Regions from separate parts of the Mustela erminea genome. Here region 1 is linked to region 2. The links are chromatin contacts, called in public Hi-C maps. All regions are on one chromosome and are shown on one strand. The core of a region is the stretch at or near the end of the contact, and the rest is flanking DNA. Distances in the headings are between cores, read along the strand shown.

What was found. Hi-C and Micro-C count contacts between places; a contact is called where the count stands out from the background.
Region 1: a Hi-C map of fibroblasts shows a contact between it and region 2, with 2.1 times the contacts expected there. The contact joins the promoter of GRPEL2 here to the promoter of CSNK1A1 in region 2. A contact is called at or near these places in 2 of 3 Hi-C or Micro-C datasets (fibroblasts and spleen).

Annotation. Positions count from the first base shown.
Region 1 is chr3:123,429,370-123,432,494 of mMusErm1.Pri, reverse strand. It overlaps GRPEL2 (grpE protein homolog 2, mitochondrial), which reads left to right and starts at 1,799. Exons shown (of 4, transcript XM_032337380.1): 1 at 1,799-2,001. The coding sequence starts at 1,823.
Region 2 is chr3:123,258,160-123,260,940 of mMusErm1.Pri, reverse strand. It overlaps CSNK1A1 (casein kinase I), which reads right to left and starts at 1,529. Exons shown (of 11, transcript XM_032337361.1): 1 at 855-1,529; 2 at 122-228. The coding sequence starts at 977.

The sequences.
Region 1 (3,125 bases), core at 550-3,049, 170 kb before region 2:
ACAGACTAATGAAAGACGTACATATGCAGCACATTTGGTATAGGCTATTTAGCTAAGAGAAGTGCAAACAAAATGGCTAAAGCATAGATGCCAGTCCTCATCTGTTAAAATGCCTTGTTTGTTTTGTTTTCAAGGTATAGACTCATGGGTCTAGGGGGATTTGAAGCTCCATCCTTTCCGACCCTGCCAAGTGTTGGGACTATTGGGATTTCTGGTGTCCCTGAATCCTCAGTGGGGGACCCTGAGCAGATGTACCAACCTCTCTGGCCTCACTTTTCATATATGTAAAAGTGGATCATAATCCCTCCTTAACCCATGTTGCTCTTCTCCCGAGGCCAAAAGAAAACATCAGGTGTTGGTTTCAACACATTTGGACTGGGCCTTGGATAGAATTAAAAGATGCAAAAGTCTCCAGCTCTGTCCTCAGGGAACTCACAGACAAGTAGAGAGAAAACCTGACCCAAATAGCTACAGTGTAAGTAAGCCATGCTACAGTGAAGATTTAGAATGATGAGAACACACTTCCCATTTCTTAAAAAAAAAAAAAAAAAAAATATATATATATATATATAGAGAGAGAGAGAGAGAGAGGACCTTAGGGAGGATCCAGGAACTAGTCTGGCAATTCCAAGTGCCCTCAACCCCAATCGTCAATCTATCCTCACTTCCTGACAGATTTCCACACTAAATCTCTCTACAATTCATCCACTTCATCCTATCTCCACTGACATCAACCATTAATTCATTCAACAAATATTCGTTGAGAACCTACTATGGATACCTACCTACTGTACTAGATGTCAGAAATAACCACTGTGAACAAGACAGACACCCTCTTGCTCAAACTCTAGTTGGGAGAACAAAAAGAAAACAAAACAAAATACAAATATGGAAACAGAAATTGCAGGACACACCTAAAATAGTAGCTACTTTAGGTAGGGTGTTACAAAGATCTTCAAGGGATCTCCAGGACAGAGTACAGTCCTCCCCTTGCGTGGACTAGTACGACAGCCTGTCTCCCTGCCTCTTTGCAGGAGTCAAAGCGACCCGTTAAACATGTAAAGGTTTTGTAACATGTTCGCATTGCAATCAGTAAGACGTTCATGGAGCAAAAAATTGGGGTACTACATTAGGAAACTGTTCCATCGTTCATTGGCAATAACCGACTAATCTCTGCCCTAATGGAGCTCACATAGTGAGAAAATACACATTTAAAAAAAATAGCGAAGTCAGAAAACAAGGGAACTGGAACAAAAAAGCAGGTAAAAGTAATGGCGGAGTCGGGCTTTAAGTTTTCTCAGACCCCTCGCGGGACCCGTTCCGCTCATTGTGTTGTGTTGCCGGCCCCCGTTCCCTCCAATAGGTCGGCGCCTTACTCGAAATACACTCTCCCGCTTGACTGGGATTTTGCAGATGCTGTTTACCTCTACCTGAACTACCTTCCTCCTCCTTTCATCTACTCATTCTTCAGCTTTCTGTCAATTGTCTCCTCTGGGAAAACTGCCGACACTCGGCCACAACGTATTCTAGGCTTCCGCGGCACCGCGGCCCTCGTTAAACACCGGTCATATTTTGACTTTAGGTCGCGTCTGCATTCACTTATTGTTTACGATTTCACGTAACCTACTTGAGGGTACAGCTGCGATCCCCTCCGGTGACCGCGGATTTCGCGGAGCCTAACTCCCGCCACAGGAACCCGCCCGGCGCACCCAACTCGCTGGGGACCGGAAGTGTCGCATTTCGTCGGGGACACCGGATAGGCACGAGCACCGCGCGCGCCAGGGACAACCGGAAGTGTGGCGTACAGGTTCGGGGTCCTGGAATGGGAGCGCCCGCGAAGGCTGCCGGGAAGCGTGGTATCTCGCGCATCTCGTCATTTGGAGCAATTGCGCGTGCGCTGCCTCCGTCTGCCGAGATCGGGAATATGGCCGCGCGGTCCGTATGGGCGGTCAGGCGGCTGGTGCAACGCCTTCTGGCCTCGAGTGCCGCGTCCGAAGGCAGGTGAGCGAGGCAGGCCGCGGGTCGCGGGTTGAGGGTAGTGTGCGAGACAAGCAAGCTGGAAGGGCGGTTGTGGGCCGGAGGGCGCGAGATGACTCACCAGACCTCTCAGCTGTCCGATTCGGCACTCACGGCCCCATTTTGCAGATAAGGAAACTGAGGCACACAGCTGCGTTTCCTTGCCAGGCCAAGAAAGAGCCGAGATCACGTTCCTTGGAGGTGGGAACTCTTGAGCCCCGAGCATCGACTGAATTGGGGATGTACATCTCCGGGCCCCTTTTCCTCCGTCTGGGGTGTCTGCGGTTACATTGAATTCTCCCCGCCGACTCCCTGTGTGACCCTAGGCCAGTCCCTTCCACATTATCTCGGCTTCACTTTACCTCTCGGTAAAAGGAGGGCGGTCGACTTGGTCTCCAAACGGCTCTTCCACCTGAGTCTGTGAAGTTGCATTTGCTGCTCTTCACCATCGGCTGCGGCACCTTTTTTTGTTTACTTATCATGCCGACTGTAGAACTTTATGGGTAGTTCTTTTTTTTCTCCGGTTCAATCGAGAAAAGTGAGGTTTAAGAAAGTTCAGTAACTTTTCCAAACTCAGGGCTCTAGAATCGGCTCTTATTAAAAGTGAACAACGTTAATTATCCTCAGGGCGACTCCGTGTTTGACTGTGTGTTCCTCAGAAAGAATAAAAATGAGTGAACTGTGGGGTGAGTAAGGTTGGACTTCTGAAGTGTAAATTAAGCTGCGGGGAATCCGGGAATCTCGCAAAACTGTTTGCCACCTTTTTATCTTTACACACTTGACCTAGCACCCTACCCTAGCACCTGGGTGCGAGATTGAATTCTGTTGAATTCTGGGTTTCGGGCTTAAAAGTCTTTTTGGCAGTTTGTGATGTAGGGACGTGACTAGAAGAAAAAAGTTAGCTTCTGATATAATTTCCCCTCACTCCAGTTCTGGAGCAGAAGGAATTGAAGGGCTCAGCCTCAACTCTCCGCTTCAGACTTGGGCTTTGGCCGTTTTCTCTTTAAACTGGCCCTTGGGAGTATTATGACCTACTTTCAGTTGAATAAATGTAGTTTGTTCGTTGAGGAGGAAGGAGGTATTTCACCCTGTGTGATTTGCCCCAAATC
Region 2 (2,781 bases), core at 280-2,779:
GTAAACCCAGGGAACTCAGATAACAAGGCCCGGATTCAGCTGGTGCTATTGCTTGCCTCTACCCATTTCCCCCATGCCCTACTTCCCTAAGTGCACCGCCTGTGTGCTCACGAGTTCTTACCGTATGTGGGGGATGCCCACCCCACCTTGAAGAATCTTATAGAGTTTGCTCTCGTACAGCAACTGGGGATGCCTGGCCTTCTGAGATTCTAGCTTCACTGCCACTTCCTGCAGGGAAGAAAGGGGATGATGGCATCAACATCCCTAAGGATTCAATGATTCAATGTCACTTGGGAGGAGGGGAGACATTAGCAAAGCTCAAACTCGAGACTAGGAGAAAAAATAAGAGGCTCAGAAGAGAAAGCTCTCTTTGTAATTATAAAACGAGGCAACTAGCCTCAAAGGCCTCTTCAGGGGGTAGTGACGAAATCGGCACGTCCTCCAAGGTGCAGAAAAATGATTCATCCAGAAAACGTAATGAGAGATTTTGAAGGAAACTGACGATCGAAATCAAGAACCCCAATGAAATAAATCCATACAGTAGGGAAACATGGGGATTAGAGAAATACAATTTTGCCGATCTCACCTTAAACGACACCTTAAAAAGTTCGACTAAGATCCATTTTTAACAAGCTGGGAAACTTCATGGGTTCTCCCAACCCTTCTGTCGGGTTCTTTGCCTTTTAGGGAAAGAGAGCGGGGGAGGCTCCTAAAGCCAAGAAAACTGGCTCCCTCTCTCTGGACTCCCCTCCCCAGTACGTGCGTGTGATGGGGAAAAGCCCGAGCACTCGAGGGTTGGGGTGGGGGGTGAGGACTGGCGCAGCGTGGTCGTGAACCCCACCCCGGGTAATTACCTCGCCGTTGGTAATGTTGATCGCCAGGTAAATGTCCCCGAAGGAGCCAGACCCGATCTTCCGTACCAGTTTATATTTCCCTCCGACAATGAATTCGGCCTTGGAGCCGCTGCTGCTCGCCATCCTGAGAGATGAAGATGGAGGCTGGGGCCAAGCCCCGACACCTCTGAGGGGGGGACGGAGGCCTCTGGGGCTCGTCCGCGGAACAAGGCTGCGGAGGAGGGCGGCAGGAAACGGAAAACGGTGGCTCTTTCAAGGCGTTACAAGGCCCAGAATTGGCCGAGGGGAACCTGATCACCGCCGCTCACTCAGGCTTCTTTTCGCCAGGCCGCAGTTTGTTTGAGGGGGTTCTCGCGGTTACCAGCCTGGGCCACTTGTTTCTGGGCGGCCGCCGCTGGCTCGCTTTTACGGCGACGTCGCGGGCTGGAAAAGGGGCGCGGTGGTTTAGGGCGGCGATACCGCTGCCACCACTGCCGCCGGCTCCCGCCCGGAGGGACCCCTGTCACTCCGCCGACGCCGCCATCTTGTTACTCCGGCTCCAGCCAACACAAAATGCCCCTAGTCCCCGGGAGCCGCTTCTTCACGGCGCAGAGCACTCTGGGAAAGGGATCTCGGGCGCTAGACCCGGAGGGTCGGCAACGAGAGGGAGGGCGGAACCGGATCCGTGAGAGTCACGGCCCACGCTCCGAGCGTCACCCCGTCACCGCCCAAACACGCATGCGTACTTCAAACCTGCTGATTGCGCAGGCGTGAGGTGGCCTCTTCTCCCCCCCCCCCCCCGGGGCTCACTTCCACTTCCGGTTGTTGGCTGTTTGGATCCAGCTACCTGTTAGTCACGTCCGACCCGCCTGGTCTCTGAAAGGCCGCGCGTCCTCGGGCCCCGAGAGCGTGTTAGGGAGGAGTAACCTTCATTCTTCGTGGAGGATGGGAACTTCTGGCTTCCTTGGGAGTTTTGACCTTTGCTCTTTGTTTAAGGCGATTTTTAACCTTTGATCTTTTTCTGGGCCACTCCCTCAGACCAGCCTGTTCCAGCCCAATTTTGTTTTGCGAGAGGCTATCGCCTCTAGTGGAGAGGAAGAGAAAAGCATCCCTGGCCGGGCTCGGTTTAGTCTTGGCTCCCGGTTTTAGCGGAGAGCAGTTGATGAAGTCTTCAGCATTAGGATTCTGCGCTCCACAGACTGTTGGAGAATCGTTTTACCGGAAAGAGGGAAGCAGGAATTATCTTATGCCTTTGTGTTGTTGCTCCACTGATAAATTTGGTCCCCAAGGGGGAAAAAACCCCCAATGCCCTATTCATTATTTTAGTAGCAGATGTCTCAACAGAATAAAATTTACAACCCTGAAAAAGCCATAGTAGAAATTATTCCCACCCACCCCACCCCTCCCAAAAAAACCTCTATAATATATCTTGGTCATGTTGAAAACTGCAGTACTGATACAAAAAACAGGATGGAAAAAACTATTAATAAAATTGATAACGTTTGAAGCAGTAAACGTTAAAAGTTACTGTTAACCTTTATACAGTAATTTTTTTTCCTTTTTTTTACTAAAAATCGATTAAAAAATCAAATCTTGACCACATTTGGGTTTACAAAATTTGACCTGAGGAAACGGCCTGGTAGTAATGATAACAAAAGAAAGCTCTGTAGTTGATGCTGTCGTCTGTAATATGAATCAAACCTCGGTGAATGAATCAAACCTCGGTTGTAAAAATTTAAACGGAATCTCTCAAAATAATTTCATTAAAATGGAAGTGGAAAAAAATGTAGACTTAACTGCAACTTTGAAAGCTGATCGAGTCATTAGTGGAGTTCATCCTGAGAGATAACTGAAATTCCTCCCTGCTACTCTAATGCCGATTTAAATACTTCTAATTCATAAAGCTCTAATCCAAATGTGTTGAATGTGAAAACAGATCCCCTAAGGT